2 separate regions of the Mus musculus genome follow, and region 1 is linked to region 2. A link is a contact called in public Hi-C data. All regions are on one chromosome and are shown on one strand. The core of a region is the stretch at or near the end of the contact, and the rest is flanking DNA. Distances in the headings are between cores, read along the strand shown.

Region 1 (4,995 bases), core at 2,068-4,567, 3.7 Mb before region 2:
CAAATTCGTACCTCTTTGATAACTTGATCTGGTTTCTGGACAGATAACTGCAACCTTTTTTGTAGGAAAAAACATTCTGTCTGTCTTGCAATGTCCAAAAACTTCTGGATACACTGATCAACACCTTAAGAAAAAAAAGAGAGACCCGAAAAAGTTTATATATACACAAGATGTGTGTGTGTGTATATATATGTATGTATGTATGTGTGTATATATATATATATATATGTATATATATATATTTAATATATGTGTAATATTTTAACTATTCATTTAGGTGGGAGATATCCCACCTAAATGAATAGTTAAAATATTAAAACAGCACTTTCTCATAGACATAATTTGGGATTTTAATCTGGATGACAGTGAATAATAACCATCTTCAAGTTCCCATGTAAAACTAGCATGAAATAGGTAATTCATTTTCTTCTCAGGTCAGAGACTTTACACAACATAGAAGTTGTTAAGTCTTCCAAAGAAACACAATCCAGACTCTCAGCAGATGAGGACAATTTCCACTACAAAAAAAGTTAGGAGACACTGGAGATAACAATATGCATAACAGGGAGAATTGTGGTACACTCCTTTAATCCCAGCACTCTAGAGGCAGACACAGGCGGCAAATCTCTGTGAGTTTGAGGCCAGCCTAGTTTACAGTGTGAGTTCCAGGACAGCGAAGTCTACACACAGAAATGCTGTCTTGAAAAATCAAAGGAAAAAAATATGCATAAAAGACTTATATTTCTGTCAGACCTAATGAAAAAGAAAATCAACAAAATTTGTGGGTTTTTAAATAAACAGCATTCATTAGTTTTACATCATTATACTCATATGAAAAGCTCATTTTAAGCAATTTATAAGGACTCAGAAAACATGTCAGCTAGTGAACCAAACAGAGAGCCAGCAATTTATGGGGACTCTGCACACATCTTATTCCCGGGAAATGTTCCAAGATATATGCAGGGCTAAACACACAGATATAAAGTCAACAATAGACACCTTGCTGACAAGAACACAGTGTGCAAAGAAGTTGGAACTCTTACCAGTTCGAATTTCTTCCTGATCAGTCCCATTGACATAATCCTGACTCACAAGGGAAGCAAAGCAAGCCTGAGTGAAGGGAACATAAAAATGTTATATACACAGCAGCTATTAGGAAAAGAAAGGGCTTCTCCTGAGGCCACTCAATAATAAGTGGACACTTTGCACCTGTACTTGAGAAGATATCAGGCCAATGTAGACACCAGGTAAAGCCAATCCCAGCTGGTCTGGCACCTGAGACACTGGTATCTGCTGGCCTCATCACACGGTCTTATTCCTGCCACCTGCCTCTTCCTCACTGTCTTATTCCACACCTGGAATACCTTTCAACCCCACCACGGCCACGCCACTCTGGCTGACCCTTACATGAACTGTATATATTACTATGTCAAGATGTCATCTGTCTACTCTTTCTTTCATGCTCTACAGTGGAGCTTGGCAAGCTTTTCAGAAAAGTAACTGATGTTACTATCCACTCTTCAGCCACTGTTATTTCTACCAACAGCTCTGCCTGTGTGATTCAGCACTATAGTCTAAGTACTTGGGATACCATTTGGCATTTCATAAGTAACAGGTGTCTGTATAATAAGTGGTGTCATGCGGATAACCAAATCCCAAAGAGGGAGTTTTGAAAGGGTGCCAACCGAGCTGTACATGTGAGTGCGCCACAGGGGCACAAGCAGCCCTCAGACAGACAAGCATGACAGCAGCTGACAGAGGAACACAGTCTGAGAACAGACCCCGACAGCCTTGAGCAAGCACCGAAAAAAAAACCACAAAGACACAGAACCAAATTTAGGTTCCGAACACAAGTCAAAACTACACCCAAAGTTCCTCTCAGAAGCAATGAATCCTCCTGGCTAGCTCCAGATCTGATGGATGGAAACAGTCAAAGGATTTCCCACTCCTGTAACAGCTCGACCAACCAGACTGCCTATTCTGTGTACGGTAAAAGTTAAGTCTTGTTGGACTTTTGGGGCGTGAGCATGATGTGCAGATTTCAGAAAACCTATGGCCCACAAAGCTTGGGGGCGGGGGGGGGGGGGGCTTCACCAACGGCAGTAGGCCATGCAGACTTAAAAAAAAAAAAAAAACCAAACCTAACTGCAAGCCAGGCAGTGGTGCTGCACTTGTTCAATCCCAGCACTAGGGAGGCAGAGACAGTTGTGTGTCCAAAGTCAGCCTGGTCTACAGCGCTTGTTCCAAAACAGCCAGGGCTACGCTGAGAACTTGTCTCAAAACAAAACAAAACAAAACAAAAAGACAAAAACTAACTTCAGAAACTTTAGTTCCTGCTGCACCTCCCAGCCCACCCCCCCCCCCCATCCTTTGAAAAACATTTAAAGCATGGACCTTTATGGACAGTCAGTCTTACGGAGGTTAAAAACAACGCGTGCCCTTCTATTAAAAGCCCAGTATTTTAGGACTGGTGCGATGGCTAATCCGGTAAAGATGTTTGCCACCACACCTGAGTTCCATCCCTGCATCCAAGAGTGGATGGACCCAAGCGTTCTACTAAGGTTTCCTCCCACAGTGAGAACTCAACTTATGCCAACAAAGAGCATTTACCAAATGAATAGAAAGCGAAAGCCAGAGAAGTCAAGGGATGGCACCCAAACAAGCTAACAGGTAGGCAGGTGCCAGGGGCCATTGGAAGGTCTACACAGAACACTAGAGAAAAACAGGAAAAGCGTCCAGTATGTGACCTGGAAACTCAGAGGACCTCAGCCGAGTGGGCCCGCTCCAGGGAAGACCAGATCCTACTAGACCCGCAGGGGATCCAACGAGCCCCGAGGTGGATGGGAGTTGGGCGAACTTCAAGGCCACGGTCTCCAGAAATGTCGCGGTTGCGGGGGCAGACCTGAGACGACCGGCCACAGGTAGTACCCAATCTACGGCAGGCGACTTCCATTCTCCGGTGCCCCGCCTCTACTAAACGCCGGGACCGAGAAAGGAGTTAACCTGCGCGCCTTCCGCACGCCTGTGAGGGCTGCACAGAGACGCCCACATCTCGGCTTACCTCGAAGGATGACTCCAACTCGTCCACCAAAGTGCTGTTAGATGGTCTCGGGGCCCCAGGGGCTGCTTGCAGAAGCGACGCCTGGCCTGGGAGCCCGGGCGGCGGCGGCGGGGGACCTGGAGGCTGCCCAGTGAACATCCCTCCCAGGGACGCCGCCATGTCTGCAACGGCGGGCGGAAACGACACCGGGCCTGTGTGCGCAGGCGCGGGCAGCCTGATCACGTGGCAGGCCTGGTCACATGACGGGCAGTTCGCCTATTCGCCCGGAGAAAGGATTTACCATCATCCTTGTTTCTGTGCGGTCTGCCCAATTTATAGCCGACCTGGGTTTACTCTTTTTTGACCTAAATACTAAATGCTGGGACTGGTTTAAACCAGTCACTTGCAGAGACCGAACAAGGGCGCTGGCCTCCCTGCCTCCAGCCAAGCCCTTGGGCTGTCCCTAAAGACCTTAGCCGAGTCTTTTCTGCGCTCCTTTAGAAAAATGAGTCATCAGTTCATTCTAGGGTGATTAAGGGCTTGAGATGTACCAAATGCCAATCTAGTCACTTGTTCTGGCTGGAACAACACAAGTTCCCTCTAAATTCTGGCGTGAGGTGACATCCTGAAGGATACCAGTGTTCCTGGCACTTTTCTAATCGTATATGATAACACCGGAGGGAAAGTGACTGCATCTGTTTTCATAACGGCTTTAATGTTTGCCTGTTCACTAATTCAGAAGCCAAATAGCCTTGTTGTCGTCGTTGTTGTTTAATTTTACAACACTTAAAAAAAAAAGAAAAATTATCAGCTGACCAAGTTTTCGCCGAAAGATTTCCTTGCCCTAGACAGAGGGTAGGGAATAAGTGACAGGAGACAGGATGAAGGAGAAGAGAAGGATGGGGAGTGGTATTTGTCACTGGAGGATAAAAGACTGCCTCTAGATAGAGAGGAGACAGATGCGGCACATAGTAAAATGGACATTTATAATGGTATAAAGGGAACCCCTGTGTTAGAATGATGTGTTCAATTTTAGTTGGACAAGTTAATTAGGTGAGCCAACGGGGACTTTTCATTGCTGGACTTCAATACGATGATATCTTCACCTTGGTAGTCAGCCTCAGGAAGTGGCCAAATAAGTGAACAAACCTCGGTGGCTAGCTTTAGGAACACAATCTAACAGTTCTTAGTAAAGCAGAGGAAATGGAGGAGCCGAACAAGGATTGCCAGAGCCATGCTCAAGTGGACTAGTGTCCCTTCAACTTAACTGAGTCCTTCTAGTTTCCAGATAGGCATGTTTAATAATCTAGACATAGTAGTAAATACCCCAAATAGGAAGAAAAACCTCATAAATACATACAGCATTATTTGTAGAGATAAGTACTGAGGGAAAATGCTTGGGAGTGGACAGCTAAGTGCTCTTTGATGTGGAGGGCCTCTCTAAAGAGATCTCATTTGGAATGAAAATTTAAATGGAAGACCTTTCTAGAAAAAAAAACCTAAAGAAATACTTTGCGGGGTTAGTCAGGTTTTAGTTATCTATATGCCCAACATCCAGAACTCTGTCTAGCAAATATAGAGAAACACTTGTTGACTGAAAAATAAGCGCAGAGGCTTGAGCAGATGGCTGAGCTCGGGCTGGGAAGGCTGCATCTCAGCACTGGATTGGCCCAGGCTGCAGTGGGCCCATGGCAGCAGTTTCTTGAGTCTGACACTTAACTAACTTGTCTCAACCATGCTCTGAGCACAGATGAGGAGGTGCTGGGTCTATGTATGTGTGAGGTGGATACCATCAGAACTGTTCACATTCATTCTGGCATTATCTTGCAACGTTGTGACAAAAGAAAGGACCATGTAGAGATTTCTTCAGAACAGTCATCTGTTGCAGGATATTTGATCACATTGTGAACAGTGAGGCTGTGTTTCTAGTTGTTGTGTGGCTCAGCCTTAGCACA
Region 2 (4,716 bases), core at 1,710-4,209:
GGGTAGGAACTCCACAGGAAGACCAACAGAGCCAACTAACTTGGTCCCTTGGGGCTCTGAGAGTCTGAACCACCAACCAAAGAGCATACACAAGCTGGGTCTAGGCCTCCCCTCTCAGATGTAACAGATGTACAGCTTGACCTTCATGTGGGTCCTGAAGGACTGGAATGGGGGGCTATCCCCAAAGCTGTTGCCTGTACATGGGATATATTCTACTAGCCAGGTTGCCTTGTCTAGCATAAGAGGAAGAAGAAGTGTCTAGCCTCAGAGAGACTTGAAGTGCCAGGGTGGGGGTATACCAGGGGGCCCCATCTGCTCAGGGGAGAAGGTGAAGGGGGTGGAAGAACTGTAGGATAGGGTGACTGGGAGAAGGGCAGTGAGCAGGATGCAAAGTGAATAAGTAAAAAATAAAATAAGCCAGTCCGGAGTACACAAAGTAAACAGGGCCACTGGCAAGAACTACTTAAATAGCTTTCTAAAAATAAAAATTGAACTGTGCCCCCTTCCCTTTTCTTCGGGTAACTGTAATACCCAGCCCTAGAATCTGCCCTCAAACAGAAAGAAAAAGTGCCTTTGAGACAGGCCAACGGTACAGATCGGTGACCTGGATTCTTCTCAGTCTGTCTGGGAAGTTTTTCAAGGCTAGAGCATTGCTCGAGATACATTGTATCTCCTATGTGAGATCAGTATAACTGGAGCTCCAGAATGCAAGCACTCTACTTCTAAGATTTCAGTAAGTCAAGCATCACACAGTTTAGAATATCAATCAGAAATTATCTAATTTATCATCAACTTATACCTGCATATATTTCAGAACTGATTTAGCACCTTTTGTATATTATATGTAAATAATATTTTAAAATTCTTTTTAAAAAGATTTTATATTTAATTTATGTATGTGTATATTTATTGTATGTATATAAGTATGCTGTCTTCACACACACCATAAGAGGGGATCGGATCCCATTACAGATTGTTGTGATCCACATTGTGGTTGTTTGAAATTGATCTCAGGACCTCTGGAAGAGTAGCCAGTCCTCTTAGCCTGGAGCCACAAATTCTTTTTAGCAACAAATACCTTTTATTAATTTTCAAAGTTTAGTCATTGTGCCTAATTAAATTTGTGAAGTTTTTCAGTTTTATGGATGATTCTTAGCTATTTTGGAAACGTTGAATTAATTAGGTATATACTTATATACCAAATAAACATTAAGTCTTTTTATATTATATACACACTTGACAACAGCACTTAGTGTATTGCATTTCACTGTTAGTACACTAGGAAAAACAAGTTATAATCTCATCTTGTTGTGAAAACTTATTTTGAAAAATATTTACAAAAAGAAAATTATACTAGGCAGGTGTGGTGGTACACACCTTTAATCCCCAGCACTCTGGAGACACAGCCAGGTAGATCTAAATATTGAATTCAAGGCCAGTGAAATCTACACGGCTAGACCTTGTCTCAAAAAGGAAAAAAAAAAAAAAAAAAAAAGGAACGAAGAAAGGGAGAAAGGAAGGAATTAAATTATACTTTACACCACTTTAAACTTGACTGCTTTTTTTATGTTTTTTTTTTCTTGTTGTTTGTCTCTTTTTAATTTTTTGTTTTGATTTGTTTTTGAGACAGAATTTCTCTGGCTGTCCTGGAACTCTGTAGACCTGTAGACTGGAGGGGCCTTGAACTCAAGAGATTTGCATGCCTCTGCTTCTGGATTAAAAGCACCACCACTCAGCTTTAAGAACAGATTTTAAAGACAACGCCGTCCCAGGTCAGGCGATTTCCCCCCCGCTGTGCAACTCTGTATGATTTACGTGGTTTCCTGATGTGCAAATTGGAATTAGTAGAATGTCTGAGTGTAACTACTGCTACAATGAAACACCAGGGCCAAAAGCAACTGGGGTGCGGGGTGCGGGCAATTTGGTTTATACTTTCATTATCACTGTTCATTCTCATCAGAGGAAGTCAGGACAGGAACTCAAACAGGGCAGGAACCTGGAGGCAGAAGCCAAGGCAAGGGTCCTGGAGTACTCGAGTAGCTTGCTCCCTCTGGCTTACTCTGCATACTTTCTTACAGAACTCAAGACCACCAGCCTAGGGGTAGCCCCCTCCAATGGACTGGACCCTCCTACATCAATTAATTAGTTAATCCTACATTAATTAAGAAAACATCCCACAGGCTTGCCTAGAGCCAGATCTTAGGGAGGCATTCTTCTTAACTAGGGTGCTCTCCTCATAGATGACTCTAGCTTGTGTCAAGGTGACATAAAACTAGCCCGATCATACAAGGACTCAGTCTTAGGTGTCACCCAAGGACTAAACGCCTTAACGCGTGTACGGGTCATGCCTGAGACACAACTCTATACAGATTTCACTCGCTAGTACCGTCATGTGCAGCAAAACCCTCGTAGCTTACTTAAGAGACAGTAATGGGAGGTTGTAGGTTGGAGCAAGTGAGATAGACACACCAGAAGAATGGGATGGGTGGGTGGAAAAAGAAAGAAAGAAAGAAAGAAAGAAAGAAAGAAAGAAAGAAAGAAAGAAAGAAAGAAAGAAAGAAAGAAAGAAAGAAAGAAAGAAAGAAAGAAAGAAAGAAAGAAAGAAAGAAAGAAAGAAAGAAAGAAAGAAAGAAAGAAAGAAAGAAAGAAAGAAAGAAAGAAAGAAAGTCCACGGCTGCTTCGCACTGCGGCGGGCTTGGGGCAGCCGCAACAGTGAAACTAAACCAACGCTTCACTCCTGCCTCCTCTGAGCTGAAGCTACAGGTGGAGAGCCAGCGGGCGCACGCTCCTACCCGGCTCTCTGTTTCGCTCCCCGGCGGCAGCCGCCACCACAACTTGTTCCCGCCCGTCTCAGCCTCGTGAGGGCGCCCGCGCCTCGAGGCGGCTGGAATTGGCCCGCCGCGGCCCCGGTAGCCAGACTTGAGTTGCTGCTGTCACCGCCTTTTCCTCCTTTCCCTCAGTTCCTTTTCACTTCCGGGGTTGCTCTAGATCCGCTGGTTCCGTAACAACATCCCGTTGGCTTCCCTCAGGCGGCGGGACCTGTGTAGCCGCCTTCCTCGGAGCGCCTGCCCGCCTGGGCTCGCGGGCTCCCCGGTCCGGGACGCCATGGCCACCAACCCGCAGCCGCAGCCACCGCCGCCCGCGCCTCCGCCGCCGCCACCGCAACCACAGCCGCCGCCTCCGCCGCCTGGCCCTGGGGCTGGCCCGGGAGCGAGCGGGCCGGGAAGCGCGGGGGCTGGTGCTGGGGACCCGCAGCTCGTTGCCATGATCGTAAACCACCTCAAGAGCCAGGGGCTCTTCGACCAGTTCCGCAGGGACTGCCTGGCCGATGTGGACACCAAGGTGCGGGGCTAGAGCGGCGGGCGGCGCGGGGAGTGGGGTCCCGTGTGCTCCGAGGGGCGACTTCCCCGAGCCGGACCCTCGGGACTGTCTTGCATACAGGGCTCCTTTTGCAGCTGCTTCGTTTGTTGATTTGTTTGTTTGCTTGTTTGTTTGTTTGTTAGACTTGCGGCGGTGTGCCATGCACTCTGCAAGTCTTGGAATGTTCATTCATTCCCCTGCCCTTGTGTTCCTTTCTCCGGCTAGAAACACTAGCCTGGAATGCCTATTATGTGCCAGGCAATGCTTGGCCTTAGCTAGTATACCACTGTGGTAAGCAAGACCCAAGTCGTTCCTAGGGAGACTGGTTTAGAAGCACTAAGGCAAACGGGACTCGGTTTAGAGTTCATTCTTTTGTTTTTCGAGACAAGGTTTCTCTGTGTAGCCCTGGCTGTCCTGGAACTCTGTAGACCAGGCTGGCCTTGAATTCAAATCCGCCTGCCTCTGCCTCCCAAGTGCTGGGATTAAAGGCGTGTGCCACCACTACCTACTTACTTTTTTCACCTAAATTGGTTTTTTTTTTCTACCAAAAGTTTCTTCGGCTTGTAAATGCAACAAATGTAGCGTTTGCAGATATCGTAAAACGGTAAGGCAACGATTTACAATGTATTTTGCTGGATGTTGAGGGGCGGGTGAACTTGCAAAGGTAGAGAGGCAAAGTTGGGCAGAGAAAAAAAGTGGGTTGGGAGATGGGACTGTCGTTTGATCTTTTGCAATGGCTGCCTGGCTTAGTAGTTTACTAAGATGAGAAGAGGCAGACAGACAGACAGACAGACAGAGAGAAAGAGAGGTATAGCGCATGGAGCCAGCCATTCCGTTGGAAATCTGTGGAGAGGAAATGACAGCAACTTGAAGTGAAAGAAGGAAAGGGGAGGGGGTGTGTGTTAGGTTATATGTTAGGAGACAGAGGACAGAGAGGCAAGGGTCAGCAGAAAGGTTCCCTAACCAAGCAGAAGGGGAGGGCTGCAGGCACCCAGCACCGACGTGGAAGCGAGCTTTAGCAGGGAAACTGTCATCTTGGCAGCAAGCCAAGGTTGCAGGACTAAGTCAGTGAAGTTGGTGAAAAGCTATGAAAGTGTGTCTGGAAGCAGGCGAAGGGAGAGGTGTTGGTTCCTCTTGTGGGGTATTTGTTGCTTTCATTTGGTTTTGTTTGGGGGTTTGTGTATCTGTTTACTTTTGCTTCAGTGTGGGTTGGTCTGTTGGATTGGAGTTGTGATGATGTAAGGTTTTTTTCAGACTGGCAGATCTGAATGAAGAACCTTTAAAAGAGGGGTGCTTGCAGCATCTGCATATCCTTGAGCTTTGAGGTCACCAGCACACAGCTCTGTCATCTCCTCT

The links. A called contact is a pair of places that touch in the nucleus more often than the background predicts.
Region 1: a contact with region 2 is called in a Hi-C map of B cells, with 6 read pairs. The contact joins the promoter of Med28 here to the promoter of Bod1l in region 2. A contact is called at or near these places in 2 of 484 Hi-C or Micro-C datasets (B cells and double positive thymocytes).

The regions. Positions count from the first base shown.
Region 1 is chr5:45,518,551-45,523,545 of GRCm38.p6, reverse strand. It overlaps Med28 (mediator complex subunit 28), which reads right to left and starts at 3,317. Exons shown (of 4, transcript NM_025895.4): 1 at 3,062-3,317; 2 at 1,044-1,110; 3 at 12-124. The coding sequence starts at 3,220.
Region 2 is chr5:41,842,558-41,847,273 of GRCm38.p6, reverse strand. It overlaps Bod1l (biorientation of chromosomes in cell division 1-like), which reads left to right and starts at 2,959. Exons shown (of 26, transcript NM_001310601.1): 1 at 2,959-3,342. The coding sequence starts at 3,106.